Regions from separate parts of the Sus scrofa genome. Here regions 1, 2, 4, 5 and 6 are each linked to region 3. The links are chromatin contacts, called in public Hi-C, promoter capture Hi-C and targeted proximity ligation maps. All regions are on one chromosome and are shown on one strand. The core of a region is the stretch at or near the end of the contact, and the rest is flanking DNA. Distances in the headings are between cores, read along the strand shown.

Region 1 (4,011 bases), core at 407-2,906, 320 kb after region 3:
TCCATGCCTTCAACATTTCCCTGTAGTTTAAATATTTATGATTGGAGTTCCCCTTATGGCTCCAGGTAATGAACCCAACTGGTATCCATGAGGACATGGGTTCAATACTTGGCCTTGTTCAGTGGGTTAAGGATCCGGCATTGCCATGAGCTACAGTGTAGGTCACAGATGTGGCTTGGATCTGGTGTTGCCGTGGCTGTGGCATAGGCCAGCGACTACAGCTCCAATTTGACCCCCAGCCTGGGAACTTCCCTATGCCGAGGTTGCGGCCCTAAAGAGACAGACAGACAGAAAGAATGAAAGAAAGAAAAAAAGAAAGAAAATTAGCTCACTTTTTTTTTTTTTGTCTTTTTTTGCCTTTTCCTGGGCCGCTCCTGCGACACATGGAGGTTCCCAGGCTAGGGGTCTAATCGGAGCTGTAGCCACCGGCCTACGCCAGAGCCACAGCAACGCAGGATCCGAGCTGCATCTGCGACCCACACCACAGCTCACAGCAACGCCGGACCGTTAACCCACTGAGCAAGGGCAGGGATGGAACCCGCAACCTCTTGGTTCCTAGTTGGATTCGCCAACCACTGCACCACGACGGGAACTCCAAGCTCACTATTTTAAAACAATCAATAAATCACCCACCAGAAATAGCTATTGTTAAATCTGGGATATTTATCCTCCAGATACTTATGTACACAGTTGCCCTGACATTCTCTCCTCAGGAAAATAGAATCACAGGATACACATTATTTGTATTCTATGTTTGTCACTTAAAAATACATCTCAATGGTCTTTCCACAACCGTATATGTATTTCTACAACATTACTTTTTAATTGTCCTGTAGCATTCCATTCCAAGTTTCTATCATATTTTACTTAACCAGTATCTTATTGCTAGAAATTCATCTCACTTGCAAATTTTCATTACTACACACAGTACTGCTGCAAACATCCTTGTGACTAAATCTTTGCGTATGTCCTTAACGATTTCCTTCGGGTAAATTCTCAGAAGTGATTTATGAGGCATTAACACTTCATTTGCCTTATAAATTGCAAATCTTTCTCCCTGATCTCTTAGTTGCTTTTGCTTTTGGTTTGTAATGGGTTGCTTTATGAAGACTCTTTAATTTCAATACGCTCCTATCTACCAGTCTATGAGTGTGTAATGAGTTCCTTTTTTTTTTATGTTCAGAAAGTCCCTACTTATCCTGTGATCACATTTATCTCCTGTCAAGCATGTTTTGGTTGATGCCTAAGTGAATGTCTAGTCCGCCAACAATCAGTGTAAATCCAGGAGGTCGTTCTATTTCCCTTGCTAGTGATCAATTCAGGAGTTGACTGGCTGACTTAATTCTAGACTGCAGCAGGTGAAAGAAAAGCTATTGGACTGCAGGGAGACGCACTCCTAAGGGAGAGCGCAAAGACAGCATAATTTCTCTTTTTAGATTAGGAAAAAACAGGGAGTTCTCCTAAGGCACAGCGGGTCAAGGACCCAGCGTTGTAATCCGGGTGGCTAGGGTCACCACTGTAGTCAGGGAAATTCCACGTGCACAGGCACCACCAAAAAAAAAAAAAAAAAAAAAAAAGCAAAGTCATCCCATCGGCCCTTGGTAGACATCCAGTCGCCCTGGCTGGGACTGTCACATGGCCTCTGCTAGTGCAAGTGAAGCTACAACAGCAAGCTGCTCGTTTTTCCAACCTCTGTAGCAAAGGCAGCCATGCAGGAAGGGATTAGGAACTGGGTCGTCTTCACCAATGAGCAGTGTCTGTCCTAGCCAGTTTGAGTTGAGGTTTCTGTTATTTGGAGAGAATCTTAAATAAAAGACCTGTTTTTTGCCCCTTCTAGTAGTTTTATTTATTTATTTTTTTATTAAAAAAAAATGTTTATGGCCGCACCTGCCGCCTCTGGAAGTTTCTGGACCACGGATTGAATCTGAGCCCCAGCTGCAGCCTATGTCGAAGCTGTAGCAATGCTGGATCCTTTAACCCATGGCACTGGGCCAGGGATCAAGCTCAAACCTCCACAGCACCCAGAGCCGCTTCAGTCGGATTCCTAACCCACTGCACCACAATGGGAACTCCCCCTTCTAGCTGTCTTAATAGTTTCCTTTTTAACTTCTTAACTGATTAATCTATCTTAAATTGAGCTTCGTTAGATTATAGACTTCTGGAACTTTTCCTTGCAGAAGAGAATAGGAACCTCACTAGTGACTTGAAATATGAATATGCATATTGACCCAGAAATCCTTCACAACAGTCTGACTGCTGATGTTCCCAAGTCTGTGCTGAAAAGCCATGTCCTCGATCTTACCTGCAAGGTCGGGACAACTTAGGGAGATGGGTTGCTGAATTTCATCCTGCACTGGGCAATGTATCATCCTGGGCCAGAATTTAATGCTCCTGAGTCTTCCTTAAGCTGTAGAGTCCATTCCCTAACCCAAATCGGTAAGGTCCAAACACAGAGAAATATCTGTTTTGGAGCCTCTACCCACAGACCAAGTCAGGTGCCTTCCACACATGTGAAGTCTTTAAAAGAGACCTGGGGTTTGAGATACTGAAGATGACACCGGCAGACAAGGACTGTGAGGAAGAAAATTAGCTGCCATGTATGAAGCATCTAATCTCAGTCTGCTGTGGTGTGTACCAATATGTAAATACTTTGCATACGTATTTTCATTTTTAAAAAAATGCAGCATAGGTGTTCCCATTGTGGCTCTGCAGGTTGTGAACCTGACTAGGACCCACAAGGACATGGGTTCAATCCCTGGCCTCACTCAGTGGGTTAAGGACCTGGCATTGTCACTGCAGTGGTCCAGGTCCAAATTTGACCTCCGGCCCAGGAATTTACACATGCCGCAGGTGTGGCCAGAAAAAACAAACAAACAAAACAGGGTCTTTAGTTGCAGCCTTGCTAGTGCAGAGCTGTGTAACTTTAATAAATGACTTCCTCTCTCTGTGCTTCTGTGCTTCTGAGGTTTTGTTGTGGTTTCTTTGTTGGGTTTTTTTGTTTGTTTGTTTTATTTTTGTTTTTGTTTCACTTTTTAAGGGCTGAATCTTCAGCATATGGAAGTTCCCAAGCTAGGAGTTGAATCGGAGCTGCAGCTGTCAGCTTATACCTCTGCCACAGCAATGATGCGGTGTCTGAGCCTCATCTGTGACCTCCACCACAGCTCACAGCAACGCTGGATCCTTAACCCACTGAGTGAGGCCAGGGATTGAACCTGAATCCTCATGGATACTAGTCAGGTTCTTAATCCACTGAGCCACAATAGGAAGACCTTTTTATTTTTTATTTTTTTGGCTGTGCCTGAGGCAGGCAGAAGTTCCCAGGCCAGGGATTGAACCCACACCATGGCAGTGACCTGAGCCATTGCAGTGGTTGGATTCTTAACTGCTAGGCCACAAAGAAACTCCCATTCTGTTTATCTGTGTAATGAAAGGACCCAGTGAGATCATCACTTCCAGGGGTTCCTGTGGTAGCACAGTGGTTAATGAATCCGACTAGGAACCATGAGGTTGCCGGTTCAGTCCCTGGCCTTGCTCCGTGGGTTAAGGGTCCGGTGTTACCGTGAGCTGTGGTGTAGGTCGCAGATACCCTGCATTGCTGTGGCCCTGGTGTAGGCCGGTGGCTACAGCTCCACCTAGACCCCTAGCCTGGGAACCTCCACATGCCACTGGAGTGGCCCTAGAAAAGGCCAAAAAAAAAAAAAAAAAATCATCACTTTCAGCTTTTTCAAAGTATACAGTTTTGTGATTCTGAATGTGTCACAACCTCTGTACGTAAGAAAGGCTCACATCAGATCTTACTTTTCTTGCCAGAGGAGGGAGGACACCTCATTGAGAAATCTGCTCCTCTGGAAACTGGCCTGGATGAACCGCTGCCCAGGATCAGGCTGGCATGCTCCTTGTGTGTGCCTTGTGTGTACACGGGCTCAGAGGTGACACCGAGCTGCCCGTGGTCACACAGCCACAGGCCAAACCAGGCCTAGAGCTAGATTTCTCCCCACATCCTCCTCTTCT
Region 2 (4,205 bases), core at 973-3,472, 370 kb before region 3:
GTAATCATCATTGCACTTCACCACCTTCCACTCCCTCTCTTTTGGCAGAAGTAGCCCCAACTCTCAAAGATTCACACTGTTGGCGCAATAAAGAGATTTGACCTACTTTATGATTAAGTACCTTCAAACGTATTGCTTGCCTCTCAATACTTAGCTTCCCGGCAGCTCGGGCCTGACCAAGGCCTTCCATGAGTGCCAGCTTAGCTGATTTGGTTCCTCCCAGTTGCACAGTATTCCATCCAGTGTCCTCCAAGTTCAGATGACTTGAGTTCAAGATTCTAACTCAACTGTTTGCAGCTGAAATTAGGCAAGTGGTTTAATGTATAGAGATGAACTCTACACACACACACACACACACACACACACATTCTTCCCCAAATTACCCTTGTCTCTCCTCTTTAGAAGTCTTCAAAAATTTCCCATCACTTTAGGACATCGGGGAATGAAAGATACGAGCTTAGCCTATAGGATTGACACCGTCTAGGCCTTCCTGGCCCCTTCAGCCTAATTTCTGTTTATGCTCTATTCTCTTGCCCAAGAAGCCACCTCTTGGTATCTTAACTACTACTTTGCCTACATAGATTGCCTATATTCAGAACGTTCTTCTTCTTTCCTCCTTCCCTTATTAATTTCAATTTCCTTTCAGATATCGGGGTTAGAGTTCTCCTAGGAAGCCTTCTTTGTTCTCCTCTGTTGAGACCATGTTTTTTATGCTTTGTTTTGTTTTTACTTTCACTGTCTATTTGATCACTGAAAAACATGATAGGCTTTATACTATACTTCTGTTTCAGAAGAAGTCATCAAGGGAAAAATGTGGCTTCTATTGTATCATTAACATAATTTTCCCCAAGAATAGGACAAAATTTAAAGATAAAAAGTTAGTGAGTTGGCATGGATTTTCCTTTTAAATATCATCTCTTTACATTTCTTGATTTATCAAAGGAAAAAAGGTCTAGAGAAAGTGCCTGAAGACCGAATTGTAAAGTCTAGTACTTTTTCAGTCTTTTGATTGTCTGAAGTATTTACAGTCTATATGACTCATTTGGCATGGGTAGATGGTCTTATATTTTTCCAGTCTGTATTTTTCTTTTTTTGACAGTTTTACTGAGATATAATTTACATACTATAAAATTCACCCATTTGAAATGTACAATTTAATGGTTTTTAGCATATTTACAGAGTTGTGTAACCATCACCATAATCTAATTTTTTTAATGTTTTCATCACTCCAAAAAGAAACTTTGTGAGCTACATTTTTAAAAAAGTACATTTTCTTGCACAATCATGTATTTTTTTTTTTGCAGAGCACTGATCTCATTTGTAAATACACATTTATTAATGTTATTATTCAACTAGTATCTCTTTCTTACATTAGAATGTAAACAGTAGAGCAGAGACTGTTTCTAGGTCAACTTTGTGTCACTAATGCCTAGCAGAGTATTTAGCATACAGTAGAAACTTGTTTAAAAATTAGATATGTGAACTTCAGCATTATCCTCTGTAAAGGAGGGACAAAAAGGCATATTACAGAGTTCCCATTGTGGCACAGTAGATTAAGAACCTGACTAGTATTCATAAGGATGCAGGTTCTATCCCTGGCCCTGTTCAGTGGGTGAAGGATCCAGCATTGCCGCAAGCTGCAGAGTAGGTCACAGATGTAGCTCATAACATGTGTGGCTGTGGTATAAGCTAGCAGCTGCAGCTCCAATTTGACCCCTAGCCTGAGAACATCCATGTGCCATAGGTGCAGCCCTAAAAAGAAAAAAAGAAAAAAGCCTATCTCACAAGGATGCTTTAAGGATTAAATAATATGATGCATGTGGAAGCACCTAGTAAACTGAAAGGTCATATAAATCTTAGCTATTACTTAGTATCTATTTTTAATTCAGGGAAAAATATAGGTTGAAATACATAGACTTGGGAGCATGAACGCAACTGACTAGATGCTCCCCAATCTCCCTTCCTTGTCCCAAGAATAGAGGATGATTACATTTCCTCCAATCCACTTTGGCCCTATGACTACTTCTGGTCAAAGGGATGCAAGCAGAATTTCAGCCTTAAAATTTTCTCAAGGTCTTCAACTCATGCTCTCTTCCTGTCCACACGGCCAAAACACAAGCACCCGGAGATGGCAGTCACATGAAAGAATCCTTCTGTTCAAGGAAAACCTAGGAAAGCCTCAGCCCTGGCATGAGCAAGACTTCAACATTTTTGTGAGCAAAGTCACAGATATTTCAGGATTGTTGGCTAAGTAACTTTATACAGAAACCAGTATTTTCAAGTGGGGTGATGCCTTAACTAAAAGTTGAAAAATAATTGGTATTGGTTAAGCACTAAGAGATAGGCATCAAGGAAACTAAGACAGAAGCCTGGAGGGGTAGCACTCCTGATTAAGCAGTAGCAAAGAATTTGGTTTAATTCCTGCCTGTGGTTATTTGAGGTACATATGCCTAGTCAACCAACAGCTCTAAAGGAAAAGTTTGGAAATTAGAACCTTAGGAGTACCTCTTGGCTACCAATGGTATTTGGTAAATTATTATAAGACATGAGCTTAGAGGAGAATCAAATACTTTGTAGGCAGAAATGATAGAGAATAGAGAAAGTCCAGAAATTCAAGGTATTTTCAGATTTGAAAAAGTTAACAGATTCCAGACCCACAAAAATAACATAGGAGATTTCTGATTACTTCGAAATTCGACGTCTGAAAAAAACTCTTCTGTCGGATGAAGTGACTTGAGGCAATGGTCAATCCTGACTCCATCAACTCAATTCAATCCTGATAGTTTTAAGTCATATTTATTTAAGAGAAAGAAGTGAGAGTGTTAAAATAAAACAAAGAAATACAGCAGACCTGAGAAGTGCATTTAGGAAAAGATTAATGTTACTGTAACTGGACCTGGAAAAGACTGGAAAGCATAGCAATTAGAAGCTGTGAAACCATTGAAAGAATTGTAATGCCAAAGAAATTGCAAACTCATTCAAAACCTCTTTTGACTTTAAGACTTGAGGCAATCTTTGGAACCCTAACCAATCACAGGCAGGAGGCAAGTCTCAAATCCACTAAGAATGGTCTGTTCTCCAATAGTCACTTCAGAGGTCCACAGAGAGACTCCTGGACAAATAAAAGACCTCCAAGAGATGGAGTTCCCATTATGGCTCAGCAGATTGAGAAACTGGTGCTTTCTCTCTGAGGATACAGGTTCCATCCCTGGCCTTGCTCAGTGGGTTAAAGATCTGGCACCACAGCAAGCTGCAGTGTGTGTTGCAGATGTGGCTCTGATTCAAGTGTTTCGATGGCTGTGGTGTAGGCCTGCAGCTGCAGCTCTGATTCAACCCGTAGCCCTTCTATATGTCTCAAGTGTGGCCATAAAAGAGAAAAAAAAAATCTTCCAAGAGTGGAGCCATAGACCATGGACTGCAAAGGACACAGGAGCTCCTTCACCAGGAGCAAAATCAGAGCCCCAAATGGAACTTTCTTTACCTATCCAGACTAAGCAGACTTCAAATATCTGACCTGAAAATCCCCACAAGAATCTCACTACGCCCTCTCATTCTGTCCATGATGTTGGAAGTTAAAGAGCCTCGAGTTGGTGCAGACATAGGATAGAAGGAGCTTGAATCCCTAAATTACTCTTTTGAGGAGAGGCTCCAACCCACACTCAATTATTGGGAAGAAATAAACTTCTGTTGTGTTAAATTCCCGAGATGGGGAATGTGTTAGCTGTAAATGGGAAAATTAACCCGAATTATGCAGGAAACATGGCTTTATAAGTGATCCCGAAGGTAGGAGCATTGATAAGAATACTCTGAAGAGACAAAAAAAAAAAAAATACAATTTGTTTTTCATTTCAGGGAACATATCCACTTAAGAATGAGGAAATCAATATAGTGTCTGAAAATGATTCTTTTTTTTTTCTTTTTTTGGGGGGCCACACCCTCGGCATATGGAAGTTTCTAGGTTAGAATTCCAGTGGAAGCTGGAGCAGCTGGCCTACGCCATGGCCGTAGCAACGCAGGATCCGAGAGGCATCTGCGACCTATACCATAGCTCACAACAACACCAGATCCTTAACCCACTGAGCAAGGGCAGGGATCAAACCCTCAACCTCATGGATACTAGCTGGGTTCATTACCACTGAGCCATGACAGAAATGCCTGAAAATGACTTTTGTATATAAGTGTGTGTTAAAGTAAGAAAAATCTGA
Region 3 (4,126 bases), core at 1,006-3,505:
AGAGATTTGACGGCTTTTTTCCCCCAAAAGATTGGGCTCCATGACCAAGGCTAAAGATGGGATTGATCTCTCTCCCTCCCTACCTCACCTCCATTGAATAGTCAGAGGGAGCTGAGCTTAAATTTTTGCCCTGCCATTTATGAGTTGTGGTCTTAACAGTGGTCTTGGGTGACTCCCACTTTCTGAACCTCAAGATCTTCAGCTGTGAGATGGGAATAACAAAGCCTATCTGACACAGTTGCTATGAGGATGTAGTTGAAATAATAAATGTAAAACAACTGGCCCCGTACCTGCTACATAGTAAGTGCTTAATAAAAAGGAAAGAGACAGAGAAAGACAGAGGGAGAAACACTCTGACAATATATGGCCCCCCCAAAATGTTCAAAACAGTGTCAAAAGCAAATGTTCATGTTTTGAACATGATTGAAGAACCTTCAAATGTAAAAACAGCCAGCCACAGCCAGATCATATTGGTTCTCTCTGCTGTGATTTAATGCTCTAAAATGCAGGGCCCTACCAAGTTCCAGGAGCATGAAATCATAAAATTCATCACTCTTTGGGGGGAGGGGTGTCACATCTCCTTGGTTCGACAAACACTCACACTTGTCTCCTGTGTGTCATGATATTTTGTGGGGGTTACCTGATAATTAGGGCAAGTCCCCCCATCAAGGATCCTATAATCAATCAATGTTTCAACCTCAATCCCCCTTTTTACTGAGCACTTTCTATGGAGCAGGCACGTGCCAGGTGTTTTATAGACATCATTTCCCTAATCCTAGGAGCAACTAGATCACACACAAGACTTTTTTTGTTGTTGTTGTTGTTGGTGGTGGTTTTTTTTTGTCTTTTGTCTTTTGTCTTTTGTCTTTTTAGGGCCTCACCCATGGCATATAGAGGTTCTCAGGCTAGGGGTCTAATCAGAGCTATTGCCACCGGCCTACGCCACAGCCACAGCAGCACAGGATCTGATCCATGTCTGCCACCTACACCACAGCTCACGGCAATGCCAGATCCTTAACCCACTGATTGAGGCCAAGGGTCAAACCCGCAACCTCATGGTTCCTAGTTGGATTCATTAACCATTGAGCCACGACGGGAACTCCAACACATAGGATTTGTTATTCCCATGTCATAGTTGAGCATCCCAAGGCCATATGAATATTAAGAGGCAGACCAAGAATATGAACCCAGATCCCTCTGACTTAAAGCCTAAATCCTCTGCAACATCCCAGGTCTACTCAACTCCCATGGACTCATAGATATCGATAAAAAAAAATCCCCAGATACAACATAAGATACCCATGCTGTGGCTCCTCTGTGGGCACAGCCCGAGGAGAGCACAGTGGTTATGGATACAGGCTTCCGACTTTGCCAGATCTGGCCTCACGGCCTTGCTCTACCACTCAGTAATTCTCACATGTTAGAATAGAAAGTTGATATAAATGCACACACTCACACACACAGAGACACTCATCGCCGATTCAGTGCTGAAAGGCATCCAATGCAGCATCCTTACTTTGCAGTTGAGAACGCCAGTGCTGGGTGGAGGGGAGAGCACAGGGGTTTCCTGCCTGGGGTCCCACAGGGAGAGAGCACCGGGGACATCAGACATCCCCCCCCATCCCAAGTCTGATGCTCTCTCCAGAGTCCCATCCCAGCCTGCCTCCCTCTAGAAACACATTCAAGTTTTCAAATGGTGACTCCCCAGATCAAAGGAAATGGCCCCCTCAGATAAAGCAGATTCTCACAGAGGAAAAATGTCCATTCCATGCTGAGATTTTTCCTCTATCTGCTCATTTGCGGGGGTCATGAGAAGGTCAGGGGAAAGCTCTTATGACGTGGCTCCTGGGTCTCCACACCCAAGAATGCAGGAAGATTTCAATAAATCAGACGGCGGGCAGGAATTCAGACAGGCTCCCCCACATGTTCTGTGCCTTTATTCCCCCCGGGTGGATACCATCAGCTGTCTTGTTGCTAAGAGACCCGAGTGGGTGGGAAAGGCCAATTGTCTTATTTTTCAAACTTATCTACAAAACCGGTTTGTGCCTCTGCTCCGTCCAGGGGTTCGGCTTTCTTAAGAACAGGATATTACCACCAGGCAGATGGAGTGAGTGAGAGTACATTTTGTCGAGAAACGGACTGAGCTTTTCCTGGACATTCAATGTCACCCAGCAGAGTCCTGGGAGCTGCCAATTACGGGTCTGATGCAATGTTTGGGAAAGAGCCGCAGAGTACACATGACTCAACAAAATATTCTGATTTACATTCCTATCTCCCAGGCAGTTGCACTTTTATCAGCACCAACAAGGGCTATGGGGTCAGTAGGCGTGCTGGGCTGAGTTCGTCATCAGAGAATTAAAAGGAATTAAAAAAAAACAAGAAGAGGTTGTGGGGAGGTGAGAATCTGAATCACTCCGGGACTTTCCTTTTCGGTTGCATTCCAATCGGACAGACCCAAACCTGGCAGAGCCCTTCTATTGCTCAATGTCAAAAACATTCCCCTGGAATGTGGGCCATGTGAACTTGGACACCCCCTGCAGTTTCCCTCTGTGGCCCAGCAGGCTGCATCCACCATAAGCGGGGCCCTCAGGAGAGTCCGGGGCATGTTTCATATAAAAAAGGCAGGGGCTCCAAAGGTGAGCTTTCACCAGCCCTCTCCCACCAAGGCCTCTGTGCAGACTCGCGCTGCACTCTGATGAGCCCAGCAGAGATGGAAAATGAGCTCTTGGGAACAGGTCGGTGGGTTTTGTTTTGTTTTGTTTTTCTTGCCTTAGTAGAAAGCAAGAATGTGAATTCACTTCCTCCTTGTCTGGGTTTGTACTTGGCTTATGAGCTCATTCCGCCCACCTTGACCCCCCAGCAAAACCCGGCTATAACCTCTTATTTCTGAAGAACTCTAAGAGCCACGTCTAAGGACATCTAATTCCCCGTTCTGCCCCCTGCCCACATAGACCCCTCCCTCCTTGGCTTGAAGAGTCAAGATAGCAATCTTTGTCACACGAGTGTAACTGAGAGCATAACTCAGCCCCAAAAGCCCATTTCGATCTTGCAGCATGTTTCAGAGCCGAGTGCTCCAGCCAGCAAAGAACTCATAGTTGGCAGAGCCTTCTGAGTAACTGTGTACAGACCACATCCTCCTCCTGTCCACTTCTAAAACCCATCCAGAAAAAAGGAAGGCCTCTGGAGTTCCCTTCGTGGCACAGTGGTTAACAAATCTGACTAGAAACCATGAGGTTGCAGGTTCGATCCCCGGCCTTGCTCAATAGGTTACGGGTCTGGCGTTGCCGTGAGCTGTGGTGTAGGTCACAGACGCGGCTCGGATCCCTCATTGTTGTGGCTCTGGGTAGGCCGGCAGCTGTAGCTCCGATTAGACCCCTAGCCTGGGAACCTCCACATGCCACGGGAGCAGCCCTAGAAAAGGCAAAAAGACAAAAAAAAAAAAAAAAAAAAAAGGAAGGCCTCACAAGCCATGTGCCATCAGCTACAGAGAAGAATGGCGTTGCGTGCATCCTGCTGTGTGTAAGAGTCAGGGATACGCAGGTTCTAGAAAATAAAATTACCTAACTTAAATTGAATGCTGACTGTGAAGAGGCAGACGGCAAGACCGCAGGGGCTTTATCCTGTTTATTGTTCCCAACAACCAATGGGGCGTCTACAATACCTTTTCAGATTTACAACTCAGTAGGATACACCAGTCAAAACAGCCTTGGACATCCCCACTACACAGAAGGTGAAGACTTACTACTGCTAAAGAGGGAGGATTATTCAGGCCAGTTGTCACAGATCTTTCACAAAGGAGGCCAATTAGCTGAAATAAACCCCAAACCATGGTGTCCTTAATCCCTAATTGCCCATCTGGGTTTGGGGTTTTGTCAACCAAAAAGACATTCAGAGTACCAAGTGAGAAGGCTGTTCCAAAGGCGATTCTAGAATGCCGCGAAGTGTCTCTTTTTGGAAGACTGATAGGTGGTAAGACATCAGGCAGGCAAGCTGAGCAAGACCAAAAGCAGGATGTCTGAAATTGAAATTTTGCCCTTTAACTTCTGGAGCTGGGGAGGAGGAGGTGGGGTGGGAGGGGTGAGGGGGTGGAGGGGTGAGGGGGCAGGAGATGGGACTGTCACAACAC
Region 4 (4,171 bases), core at 1,625-4,124, 360 kb after region 3:
TTCGGAGGCGGCGGCGCTCAGGTCCTGCAGGTACAAGCTGGAGGTGGAGTAGCCGCCGTGCCCGCGGGCGGGAATCGGGCTGCCGCTGTCTTTGCGCGCAGCCTGGTAGGAGGCCAGCTTCTCTGACACGAGCTTGGCGGCGGCTGAGAAGCCGCTCCACATACAGTCCTGGATGATAATGTTTTGATGAAGGTCTCGTCGTCGGGGTCGCAGATGAAGCTCTGGTTCACCATGTCTCCTCCCAGCAGCTCGGTCACCATCTCCAACTGGTCGGCCGTGGAAAAGCTGCCGCCGCCGCCGTCATCGTCTCCCCTGGGGGAGAAGGACGCGACCGCGACGTACGAGGGCGAGCAGAGCCCGGAGCGGCGGCTCGGGGACAGGGGCGGGGTGGGCAGCAACTCGAATTTCTTCCAGATATCCTCGCTGGGTGCCGGCGGCTGCAGCTCGCTCTGCTGCTGCTGCTGGTAGAAGTTCTCCTCCTCGTCGCAGTAGAAATAAGGCTGCACCGAGTCGTAGTCGAGGTCATAGTTCCTGTTGGTGAAGCTGACGTTGAGGGGCATCGCGGCAGCCTGCTGGAGGGGGCACACAAAGAGGGGGGCGCGTCTTGAGTTAATGGGGTCTTTTTTTCGGGTGGAAACCCCGCGCAGCGCTCACTGCGCGCCACGATCGGGAACCACTCCCCTTCCAGCGCTATCCCCCAAAGCGGCTGGTGGGAGTGGGGGATTAACAAAAAGGCACCCTTCCACCCCCTCGAAGTGACCCTCTACTATCTCAGACACACACTTGGTGAACCACCTCTGTGGCGCCCACGGAGCTTCCGTTCCCCCGGGAGCCCGGAGCGCGAAGCCGGGGAGTCGGCCCCGCGGCCGCCTGGCAGTCGAAATCAGCTTTAGCCTCCTTTAACAGGCCAGGGAAGGCGGCGGTGGGGAAATACAATCTGCCAAACGCCAAGGCGCAAAGTTTTGCGCCACCTGAAGGGGAAGGCGAAGAGGCGCCGCGGCGGGAGCGGCTGCGCGCGGCCCCCCTCCCGCGCCAGGGCCCCTCCGCGCCGCGCCCGTTCCCACTCGCGCCCTCGCCGCGCTCCTTCCCCCGCCGGCGCCACCGCCCCTCCCAACCTCCCCTCTCCGCCTCCTCCATCCCCACCCCCCGCGCGCCCCCCTTCCTTCCTTTGCCGGCTTTTCTTCTTTTCTCTCTCCGGCTGGGGTAGAGAGCTCAGTCTTCGGGCCTTAACCCCCACCTCCGACCAATGAAAGGGTGTGTGGGGGGTCTGTTAAATAACAGACACCTCCCTGCAACACCCAGTACGGCGACGCAACTGCGCCAGAGACCCTGCTGCAATTCCGCGCCCGAAGCCGGGCGTCTTCCCCTCTCCCGCCGCCGAGGGTAGCAGCTGTTCTGGAAAAGCCCCGAACCCCGCTGCCCGCAGTCCCTCCGCATCGCAGGGACACCCGAGCGGGGACACCAGAGGCGGCCGAGGAGCCAAGGCGGGGTGCGGAGATTTGTCCTCGTTTTCCCCCGAGTCAATAATTCCAGGAGAATCGGACACATCTTTGCGCCAGCCTCCCTCTCCCCCGTCCCCGCGCTTCCCCAACACCAAGTCTTAACATCTCCGAGGACCAAGAGCTTTAATTTCATTATTCTTTTAAAAAGCCAAACGCCAACTTCTAAGAGGAGCCGGGGGGCGAATTGAAGCGCCGCGGGGATCGGCGGGCGGGACTCGCCGCAGTCTCCGCTGTCACAAATGCGGTAAGCCGAAATTTAAATGCCCTTTCGGAGACGGCAAAAAGTCAGAGGCTGCGGAGCTCTCGCTCCACACGCAATATGTAATTCTTACTCCTAGGAGCTCAGGACGTAAAGGGTTTTCTGCCCACTGCGAAGCATACCCCCCTTCTCCCTCCAAAAGGCAAAAAAGCAATCAAATGCAATAAAGCAAGAATGCCCAGCCGGCCGAGGTCAGCGTTCATCTACATTAAAACAAAAATACACAAAAACAACCAACCCCTCTAAAGGCTACTTTCAAAAAAAAGCACCCCGTTCTCCCTCTGCCTTCCTCTCTTCCTTCTTGACAAGTCATTGCACCCCGACCCAGCTCTGGTTCGTCCCCACCCTACCCCGACCAACCACAACTACTCTGAGAAAAGTGTCAATAGAGCAGGAATGGGAGAAAAGACACCCCAATTCGGGCATTCGACTCATCGCGGATTGAAAGCGGTAGCAAGAAGAAATTAAAAGACAAATAGGTCTGGGTGCTCACCGGGTTTTCCACTATCCGAAGGAAATCCAGCGTCCAAAAAGCGGCGAGGAGCGCCTTTCAGAGGAGCGAGTCGTGGGCAGCGACAGGGAAAAGTGTCTCCCCAAATAGGCAGAATAGCCTCTCCGCGTCCGGAGAGTCGCGTTGTCGCTCGGGTGTTGTAAGTTCCAGTGGAAAGTACCCGCCCGCTGCAGTGGGCAAAGTTTCGTGGATGCGGCGCGGGTGGCGGACCGCTGGCAGGGGTCGGCGGGCAGGGTGGGGTGGGGGCGGCCGGGACGGAGGCGAAGACCCTCTTTCACTCCGGATCTCCCTTCCCCCGGGCGCCCAGAGCGCGACTCAGCTTGCTCGGCCGGCTCTGCTCTTCCACCCTGGAGGGCCCGCCCGCTCGCTCCCTCTGCCTCTCGCTGGAATTACTACAGCGAGTCAGAGAAAGCCCAGAAAACCGGCTTTTATACTGCTAGGAACACCCCTCCCCTCCGTGCTCTTTTTCCCGCCAAGCCTCTGTATAGCCCTGCCCTTCCAGAGGCAGTGGGGAGCCTAGCGGTGGCCGGGGTGCGGCAAAGGCGGCGGCAGCCGAGAGATGCGCAGCCGGAGGGTCCTCAGCCGCGCAGACCCTCGCCTATAAAGGGCCGGTGGGCGGGGATTCGCGAGAGCGGATCTTTTTTTTCTTTTTCCCCCCGCCCTCGGCTTTGGGAACCCGGGAGGGGCGCTTCAGCCCGGGGAGGGAGGGAGGGGTTGGGTGGTTGGGAGGGAGGAGACTCAGCCCTTTGAGCCTGGCACTCCAGTGCGCAGAGCTTTCGGATGTAAACAGAGTAAGAGTGCCGCATGAATTAACTGCGCGCGCCTACCATTTTCTTTTGCTCCCGCTCAAACCCTCTTTCTCTGCTGCTTGCTCCTCTGGCGCAGCGCTCTGGGTGACAAACCGCATACTGGTCCCTTGTGCTTAAATCATCGCGGGCGGAACAGCTGACCCTCCACACTGAGAATACACGGTGTACCCACCGCCAAGCCACGCACGTCCCGGGCCGAGGGGGCGCCTCCCTAAGACTGGGGAAAGGGCAGCGTTTGGAAAATAAGCCCTACGAAGAGAGGAGGAAAGAAGGGGGTATTTGCGGGTGCGCGTTGTGTGTGTGTGGTGTGGGGTAAGTGTAGATGGGGAAAAATGATCAGAGGTGTAGGGAGGAAAATGGTACCTGGAATTATTTTAAAAAACTCAGCAACGCATTGCCACGTATACTTGGAGAGCGAGTTCTGAATAAACACCCACTGCATTTGTTGGGGGTGTTAGGCATTCTGTGTGTACAGCTACCTCGACTGAGCACCTTCCATCTAGAATGAAACCCCTAAATCGCTGCCAAAGCCTCGGTCGACCCCTCACCTCCGGGCTCCGCTGGCGCAGACCGACACAGACCTCCGCGGGAGCCCGCTTGCCCCCCTGGACGCGCTAAGCCCTGAGATCTTTCTGCCGGTTCCGGAGCTGGAGTAAAGGAGGAGCGCGCTTGCGGGTGCGCGCTGCGGGGGACTCTCCGCTCCCTACCCACTCTCTGCTCCCCACCCACTCTCTGCCCTTCTGCACCCTCATCCCACACCCCCGCACCTCTCGCTCGGAGGTCCCAGTTCTGCACCCAGGTTTCAGTAGAGACGAATCCTTTTTGCGCCCCGTGGCGTCGGTTTGCACTACGCTGGGGCTCCCAGGTTGGGGGAAATCGAAGGCGCTAGACGCGAGAATACTGGGGAGGGGGACGCGAGTCGCAGGACCAGACTCCCCAGAAGAGGGAAGGAGACGAGCTGGCGGATCCTGCCTGGGGAGTCAGCATAGTCCCTGGCGACGAAAACCGTTAACTCTTTCCTCCTCGGACAAACTGGACGTTGACTTTCCTTTCTGGGTCTTCTTTGCTTTTTATTATTGGACTCGCGATC
Region 5 (4,129 bases), core at 1,519-4,018, 260 kb after region 3:
CCCCACGAGATTCCTCACCCCCCACCCCTCTAACTGGGGGAGGAGGGGATGGGGCGGTCCAGGCAGAGGAGCTGACGGGTCGAGTTTGCATGTAAAAGAACTGCCAGACGCCGGTCTCGGCCCCCCTCCTCCCTCCCAGCGAGGGAGCTTCTCCGGCTTCGTCCTCCCTGACAACTTGACCTTGGCAGAGGCCAAACACAAGCCCAGGCAGCATCCCCAGCCATTCCTCGCATTCTGGGTGACTGAGCCCCGGGAGGCCGCAGGCAGCTCTGGAGCAGGGCTGAGGAGAGCATGTGAGGCCAGCTGGACCAGGCCCTGGGCAAACCCCCCATGCCAGCCCCCGGAGAGCCTCACCTTTCAGGCCAACAGCCCACACTCCCGGTGCCTATCAGGCCCAGGGGAGCTATCCTGGCTCAGCTTTAAAGAGTTGCTCAAAATCATCCTATACAGTGAATCCAACCCTTACACACATGCGTGCGCACGCACACACAATTAGTGCAAAACCCCTCACACACACAAGACCCCTTCTTCTAAAGCGGCCCCTTGGGGGCAATGCAGTTGCCTGCATTCCAAGAGTGGGACAGCCAGGGTCAGTGTCCCCTCCACCCAGCCCCCACTGCTGCCTGACATCCCACGCCGGTGGGTCAGGGCAGGAAAGAAGAGGGGGGAGACTGGCCACTTGCCCTGCACAAGCAGCTTGGGGGGGGAGGCTGTCAGCAGCATCTGGGACACGTGTCCAGGACCGATTGAGAAGGTTCCGGCCCCGAGCCCAGGTACAGCCAGCATGCTGGCCGGATGGGCTCATCACCTGCGGTTACAGTGCACCTGCCAAGTGCTCCTGAGATGCTTAAAGAAACCCAGAACTCCAACAGAACCGCAATGAAAACTTAAAGCAGCAAGGCAGGAGTGGGAGGGGTCCCTCCCAGCGCTGAACACACCGTGACGCCATCCTGCCCAGACCTCCAGAACCAAAGGCGTGGCTGTCAGAGGGAGAGGTGATGGGCATTTGGTATTCACATAAGATCTTTACCACACGCACCTCGGAACACCTGGTTACCCAAGCCATCCCTTCCAGGCCACCAGGCAGGCCCTGGTAGACCCAGTCACTGTTGATCACACCCAAGTGCAGGGCTGTCCGCCAGCGCTGCACCCAAAAGGACATTCCCCTCTGACACTCTGCAACAGGGCCACATCCATTCCTGGAGGCTCAAGGGAGGTTCTTGATTCCTTGCCTCCTTCCCAGCTTCTACAGGTTTCTTGTATTCCTTGCCTTTCTTCTTTTTAGAGCTGCACCCATGGCATATGGAAATTACCTGGCTAGGGGTCGAATTAGAGCTGCAGCTGCCAGTCTACACCACAGCCACAGCAATGCAGGATCTGAGCCCCATCTGTGACCTACACCACAGCTCACGGCAACGCCCCAGATCCTTAACCCACTGAGTGAGGCCAGGGATTGAACCCGCATCCTCATGGTTCCTAGTCGGGTTCCTTACCCGCTGAGCCACAACAGGAACTCTCCTCTTCCCCCATCTTCAAAGCGGCAATGTTACTTCTGACATTACATCACCTCCTCTTCGGCCTCTTCCCTCCACTTTTAAGGGCCCTTGCAAGGATGCTGGACCCACAGGAAAATCCAGGATAATCTCCCTGTATCAAGGTCAGCCTTCATTCCACCTGCAATCTTATATCCCTTTGGCCACATAACATGTAATACTCACGGGTTCCAGGGACCAGGATGTGAACCTCTTCGGGAGGCAGAGGGCAATTATTGGATTATCCTGCCATCTACACTCACGTCTATGCCAGGCCCCAGGCTGCTCTGTGCCCTCAGAGCCCCCAGATGGTCACCTGTCACCTCCCCGACCCTGACCCCCACCGCTCTTGGCTGGTTCCAACCACCTCCCCATCCCAAGGGTCTTCTTCCAACTTGTGGCGCAGTGACCCCTCCACCCCCCACCTCATGCCCACTGCAGGGATGAGGGAACAGTGGCAAAGGCACACTGGGCTGAAGGAGCAGGCCTGGATTCCAGCCAGCCTGCTCTCTACCGCCCCACACGGCCCCCGAGGACTCAGACCGGTCCAGGATGCGGGGAGTCGAGCCTCCAGGCCGGGCCCCTTCCGGCACGGGGGCATCCTGGCCACCTTCGTCTGGTGCCCTGGTGGCCCGAGGACCTCCAACGTGAATTCTCACTGACTGGGCTGAGGATTTCCCAAGGTCAAAAATTTTCTGCCCAATTCCACATGCAGAGGTTGGCGGGTAGAACACAAGTAAAGGCAAGATCCCCTGGGCACTTGCTGAGTGCCAGGAACTGGCATCCAGCGGCTACATCTGCCCACAGCCCTGAGAGGAGGCCCAATGAGTTCCCTTTCTCAAGAGGAGGCCAGGTCTCCAGAGATGGGTTCCAGCCCACTCACACAGCAGGGAGTTGGCAGCGCCCCATTCAGGCTGGCAGGCTCTCTCCCCTCCACCGCGAGGCCTCCCCCATCCTTGCCCACCCAGGAAGCAAGCATTCCCAGCCGGCCAGCACCAAGGAGATCTCCTCTCTCCCGCCACCTGCAGCACCTCCTGCCAGCAGGCCGGGCCCTGGATTGGTAGAACCGGAGTTCTTGATTGGTTTCATGCCTCAGCTTGTGACAAAGGAAGCTTCAGTCTCCTTCAGTGGCAGGCCACAAGAAGCCACGAGACCATGCTGGGTGCAGGGTCTGGGTGCAGCCGAGCAGAGGGTGCCGCTGGCTGTCCCTGGGCACTCAGCCTGAAGCTGGTCCCAACCTTTCCCCTAGATCCTGCTCTGTCCTCACGGAGCCAAAATAACCCGGAGTGACTGAGGCCAGTGGGGCAGAGAGACAAGGCCCTGCCATGCCAGTCAACCTTTGCTCTGCTCACCCAGACAACCCAGCCAAGTCCTGGCCACAAATGCAAAGGGTCCTGGGGGATTCAACTCAAAGATGGTCCCACACACCTGGCCAGGCTCAGGGTCCACGCACGTGATGTTACTGCTCGGGGCATCCACTCCCAAGCCCGGCAAGAGAGACAGAAGGAACACACAGGACACAGTAAGAGACTCGCGTCTACAGCGGAAGCAGACATGAAACAAATGATCCTGCAAACATCCACCACGTTACAAACCACCACTGAATAACCCGCCCACGCCAGACCAGCAGTTAATCAGGGGGTCCCAGTGGAGGTCTCTGAGGAGCAGACCTTTACAATGACACCGGAAAGTTAGCAGGATTTTTTATTTTGCTTATGAGGAAAGGAAGGAAGCAAGAAGGGAGACGCTCGCTGCCAAATACCACTAGAGTAGGAATATTTAAAACTGGCAACAGCCCAGATTAGGGAGACAGACCCCGCTGCATTCACTTGCAAAGCATGATTTTGCTGCCCCAGTCAGATGCAGATTTTCAACCCAATGTACCCATAGAAATGGAGGTGTCACTTCCGGGTGGGCACGCCTAACAAAGGGGTCCAGCGGGACTCACAGGTCCCACCACCTGCAAAATCCACAAATCAATCCAGACAGATTTTACCAACTCCTGAGAAGAAAACTGCTAAATGCACCAAAGGAAATGATCAGTTGACAAACCACAAACAGGCCATACACATGCCCAGTGGTCGATTACAGAAGGACTCAAAGTAAGGCAAGGAGAGCCGTGGCTTTGTTCCCGAGGCTCTGCTGATGGCAGAGCTCCAGGACCGCTCTGTTTTGTCTCCGGAATAAAGAGGCTCACAGTTCAGGAGGCGGCTCCAGCGACCCCGAGCACTGGCTGGGGAGCGGAGGCTGGTGAGCTACCTGGGAAGTTAAGACAGACCTTGTCAGGACTCTGTAACCTTCCTGGAGGGCTCTGCAGGGAAAACAACGTGTGACAAGGTCTGAGCTGTCCCAGGTGGGCCACCTGCACCAACTTTCTTCACCTCTGCTTCACATCAACCGCTGCAGAAAGGCCTCTGCTAAGCCTCACTTTTCCCGGAGGAAAAAATGAGTGACCTTCCTTGCACAGGTGCATGATGACATATGAGAAAGCTGCTCAAAATAAGTTTCTAAAGCTTTTTTTTTTTTTTTTTTTTTTTTTTTTTTTGTCTTTAGAGCTGCATCTGCGGCACATGGAGGTTCCCAGGCTAGGGGCTGAA
Region 6 (4,384 bases), core at 687-3,186, 490 kb before region 3:
ATGTTTAAGAGCATGAACTCTGGAGAAAGAATACCTGGGTTCGTCTTCCCTTTGCTGCTTATTAGCTGGGGAGTTGGGACAAGCAGCCTCTAAACTAATTGATGCTTAATTTATCCCACCTCCTGGTAGTCATGGACTTGAATGATCCCTTCCCCTTGAATAACTTGCTTCTAACCAGTAGAATATAGAAAGATTGTATAGCTATCATTTGGGTGATCAGGATGCAAATACTGTGAATTCTGTCTTGTTAGAAAACTCTCTATTGCTGGCTTTGATGAAGCAAGTTGCCATGTGGGAGAACTGAGGCTGACCTATAGCCAACAGTCTATGTTATATAATAGGGAACTGAATTCTGAACTCTGCTGTGTGAGTTATCCTAGAAATAATTCCCTCCCTACTTAAGCCTTCAGATGAGATCCCATTCATAGAAGATACCTTGATGGCTGCCTTACGAGAAACTGCGAAGCAGAAAACCCAGATATGCCGTGTCCTGCGGCCTGACCCAAGAAAATGTGAGATAATACATATGTGTCATTTTCATATTTGGGGGTAATTTGTTGTATGACAACAGCGAGCCAACGGAGGGAGTGTGGGCAAGTTGCGTAACATCCCGTTGCCTCGGTTTATTATTATTTAAATAGAGATGCATATTCACGACAATTTCAGAAGATTGCTGGGAGGATTCTGGGAGATGATATATATATAAAGCCTGACATTTGGGAAATGGTTAAGTGTTATAAGTAGCAAAGCGGAGAGCCAAACCTGAGTCTGGCTGCTGCTGCAGCTCTTTTCCCTACAACACCTCTCTTGCCCTCTGCCCGGTCCGTCGTAAGAATCTTACCTTTAACATCTATTCACAACTCATTCACGGTTTTGGATGTTGTCGCTAACCACGTCCCTAAATGGACCTTGTTCCTGACTCAGCGTTATCCTCAGGTCCTAAATCCATTCTTGACCTTAAACCAAAAAAAAAGAATTGACTTTGCCACTTTACTGCCCCAAAACCTTTCTGGAGCCCCTGTTTTTCTCGACTTCTGGCTTCCTGTGCCCAGGTTAATTTACATTCAGTTTCCTGGGCCTCATTCCTGAGCTTAGAAGTATATATGAGATCTAAATGTGGAACCTGGAAAGACCGAAAGAAAGATAACTAAGGATGAGAAGATGTGTCTTCTTGTTTCATGTCTTCCTTAAGTAAGTTAACTCATCATTTCCTTTCGTTTTTTTGTACGATTTTTATTTTTTCTATTATAGTTGATTTACATATCGATGAATTTTAAACATCCCTCTGTCAGGAGTTCCCTTGTGGCACAGTGGGTTAAGGGTCCTGTATTGTCATTGCAGTGGCTCAGGTCACCGTTGTGGCACGAGTTGGAACTTCCACATGCTGTGGGCATCGTCAAGGAAAAAAATCCTTTACAACTAGTTTTTCCATAGTAATCCTTTTTTTTTTTTTTTTTTTTTTTAGCGAAGCTAATCCTCTCCTTCTTTCACCTGATGAGGGATTTTTGCAATATTAAATGTCCCTCCCTGAAGCTGCTTCAGCTTAGGCATGACTTTAAATATGGATAACCCATCCCCCTTACCACCCCGCTTCCTCCATAACCCACACTCCTTTCTCATGTAGAAAAATCTTTCTTCAAAATTCAAAAGGCCAAGGGGTCTTCCGAGGGAAGTTAAATCCCTTTATATTTTGCCAGAGAACTTTCCCACAAAGAGGAAATTCTACAAATACTCAGATGACATCACCAAGAAAAGGCCCTTGTTCCCCCAGGGCCCAGCCTCCCTGGAAGATGACAAGGGTTAGGGCTAGAGAAAGCCCGGGCTACTTGTCGGATTTGGCAAGCGGCAGCCAACAGCTGGTCAAGCCGGTTAATTAGCCCTGCGCTCTGCTCCCGTCCAGCCTTTACTGGCAAAGGCAGAGGCAAGCGGTTCTGGCCTGCTCTTCTCTTTCTATTAACAAAGCCCAGTGCCATCGGATTACCTTGGCCGGGGGCCAGGCCTGCTCGCCGTTTGCCTGCCTGCGCGTTACCATGGCGATGGCGATGCGCCTTTTGCCAAGGCAGCAGCTGGTGGATGGCTAGCGATTACCTGCCAAGCAGATTTACGAGCTCCAAAATGCAGACCTTTCTCTGATAAGTAACAGAAGAGGGAAGTTCCAGACTGAGACAAGGACGGAAGGGTCCCTGCACCTTTTGACCCATCCCTTCTATTTTAATTTGCGAACAAAAGATGATTATCCTCCACCGTTTGTCCAGATGCCCATCCGCTAAGCTCATAGGCCCATCTTGTCTCATCTTTTTCTTGCATCATCTTATTTGGAGGAGAGGCAATAAACAGTTTAGTCTTTGTCTTTGCTGCGAGAAACACGCTACCCGCCCTCAGCATCCTGCAGCAGGAGCAGCAGCGCCTCCCACACAGCCCAGTGCAGCGCTGGGCGGGAGGGAGGGGGCTCCAGCCATGAAAAGAATTTCCGGAAAGGAAAAAAAGCAGTGCCCCCTTTGATAGAATTATGAAAATTTAGTGGAAAGCATAGGATGATAATAGTTTTCACCTAAGAAGAGATTCCCAGGGAATTCTGGGTCCCTGAATTTTAGGATTTTTTTCTCTCCTTAAATTTTATGTGGAAAGCATTTATTAAACACTACCTGTATGTAGACTTTGTTTTTATTGACTTTCAAGCAACAGTCTTTTATTATTTCCATATGGATTCAATACTGGGACCATCTAGAATGAGTAAGCTTTCAAAAGGCAGACATGGGGAGGTGAGCAGGGCACTCTGGGCAGAGAAGGTGGGCTCATTCCGGGACAGAGGCAGGACTCAAGAGAGGAGTGTTTTGGATAGCTCAAGTGGGAGCTGTGCATGGGAGCAAGGAGAGCAGAAGCAGCAAGTTAGGGGCAGCAGGCTGGGTTTTCAATGTCTTAGAGAACTCGTCATTGAGGAACTTATATGCTGTTCTCCAGGCAATAGAGAGCTAATAAAGTTCTTAAGCCAGAGTAAAACAAGCAGTTATGCTTTAGGAATGAAACTCACTGCGCTGCATGCAGAATGGATGGGGGTGGAGCGGAGAGCGATGGAATAATGGGTGAAATGTATCAGGAAAAGGGCGCTTTCCTATCAAGGGATGAGGAAGTGGATGCAAGACCGGTTTCAGCAATGGTTCCATATTAACATCATGACAGCTGATGCAGAGGGGAGGCCTTTCAGGCCCTGGCTCCAGGCTCCAGGATAACTGCTCCATGTCTGTCCCTCTCTAGTGCACACATCTGTCTCAGCCACTGTCATTACCATTATCCCCACATCATCGCCATCATCAAGTCCCAGATGAAAAAAACTCAATTCTCAGATGTGTCTGGGATTACAGAGCAGGTAGAACAGGTAAAGCATTGTTTTGTAGTTTTAATTCAGAGCAGTCTGGTTCTAGTCTTTGGGTCCTAACTATTTTACCACACCACCTTCCAAATTCCATTCAAAATGAGATGAGATCCATTTCTGGGCCACCCAGTGCTTATAATCTAAGGCAGGGGTTGGTGAACAAACTTTTACTGTAAAGGGTCACATGGTAAATGTTTTAAGCCTCGTGGGCCATGCAATCTGTGTCGCAGATACGCTGCCATGGTCATAGACCGTGTGTAAACAAATGAGTGTAGATGTGTTTCAATAAAACTTTATTTACAAAAAAAAAAATTGGTAGCAGGGCACCTTTGGCTTATGAGATCTAGTTTGCCAGGCCCAGATCTAAGGTTAAAAAGGATAAGTTCTTCTTTGGGTGTAAAAATAGAAGCGCTAATATGGTAAATCACTGAATTAAATTAGCTTAAGAGACAGAAATTTAGATAAGGAGGAACCTTCTAGTTTATATCTCTCCAAGGACCCAAATCCTGGAGAGATGACCTGAGGATCTGTACTATCCAGGAAGGACAGAGGGTCATGGGGCATTAGGGCTAATATCAACATCTCTTAGAGAAAGCAGGTGAACTTTAAAAAAGTCTGCTTTCCCAGCAAAATCAACAGAGTAAACCTTACTGGATGTTCTCGGTTGGAATTATGTGAATGTTGGAATGAAATCACAGAGTGACAACTTCCGTAGTTATATGAACAACCTCCAGAGCAATGATAAATCTCCTGGGATCACTTGCCGAACCATTTGTAGATGTGTGTCTATGAGATCATCCTTTACTTTCCCCCACCTGGAGAGAAGGAGCAGGACTCCGTGGGTAAAGCCCACTGAGCCTTGGACTCAGCGAGACCTCCAGTTATTACCTCTGTTACACAGAACATGCAGCTTCCCCTCTCTTAGTTTGCATGTCTATAAAATGGAACAAAAATAACATCACTCTGTTGGGGGGTGGGAGGGTGTTGTTCTGAGAATGGTAAATATCAGTC

Evidence for each region. Promoter capture Hi-C pulls out the DNA fragments that hold promoters and counts their contacts. A called contact is a pair of places that touch in the nucleus more often than the background predicts.
Region 1: a promoter capture Hi-C map of liver shows a contact between it and region 3, with 11 times the contacts expected there. A contact is called at or near these places in 1 of 5 promoter capture datasets (liver) and 3 of 47 Hi-C or Micro-C datasets (liver and skeletal muscle).
Region 2: a Hi-C map of embryonic fibroblasts shows a contact between it and region 3, with 2.1 times the contacts expected there. A contact is called at or near these places in 5 of 47 Hi-C or Micro-C datasets (embryonic fibroblasts and liver).
Region 4: a contact with region 3 is called in a promoter capture Hi-C map of liver, with 17 times the contacts expected there. A contact is called at or near these places in 4 of 5 promoter capture datasets (fetal liver, fetal skeletal muscle and liver), 17 of 47 Hi-C or Micro-C datasets (alveolar macrophages, embryonic fibroblasts, fibroblasts and 7 more) and 2 of 2 datasets of targeted methods (alveolar macrophages and skeletal muscle).
Region 5: a contact with region 3 is called in a targeted proximity ligation map of skeletal muscle. A contact is called at or near these places in 4 of 47 Hi-C or Micro-C datasets (embryonic fibroblasts, liver, mesenteric adipose tissue and 1 more) and 1 of 2 datasets of targeted methods (skeletal muscle).
Region 6: a contact with region 3 is called in a targeted proximity ligation map of skeletal muscle, with 4 times the contacts expected there. A contact is called at or near these places in 4 of 47 Hi-C or Micro-C datasets (embryonic fibroblasts, fibroblasts and skeletal muscle) and 1 of 2 datasets of targeted methods (skeletal muscle).

Annotation. Positions count from the first base shown.
Region 1 is chr4:12,417,090-12,421,100 of Sscrofa11.1, forward strand. No RefSeq gene overlaps it. Among named protein-coding and RNA genes, the nearest start is that of MYC, 41 kb to the right of the region's middle.
Region 2 is chr4:11,725,254-11,729,458 of Sscrofa11.1, forward strand. No RefSeq gene overlaps it. Among named protein-coding and RNA genes, the nearest start is that of MYC, 730 kb to the right of the region's middle.
Region 3 is chr4:12,097,871-12,101,996 of Sscrofa11.1, forward strand. No RefSeq gene overlaps it. Among named protein-coding and RNA genes, the nearest start is that of MYC, 360 kb to the right of the region's middle.
Region 4 is chr4:12,457,486-12,461,656 of Sscrofa11.1, forward strand. It overlaps MYC (MYC proto-oncogene, bHLH transcription factor), which reads right to left and starts at 2,875. Exons shown (of 4, transcript NM_001005154.1): 1 at 2,255-2,875; 2 at 184-569; 3 at 1-181. The coding sequence starts at 2,284.
Region 5 is chr4:12,357,268-12,361,396 of Sscrofa11.1, forward strand. The region is part of intron 1 of LOC106509952 (a long non-coding RNA gene); the gene reads right to left. Among named protein-coding and RNA genes, the nearest start is that of MYC, 100 kb to the right of the region's middle.
Region 6 is chr4:11,608,510-11,612,893 of Sscrofa11.1, forward strand. No RefSeq gene overlaps it. Among named protein-coding and RNA genes, the nearest start is that of MYC, 850 kb to the right of the region's middle.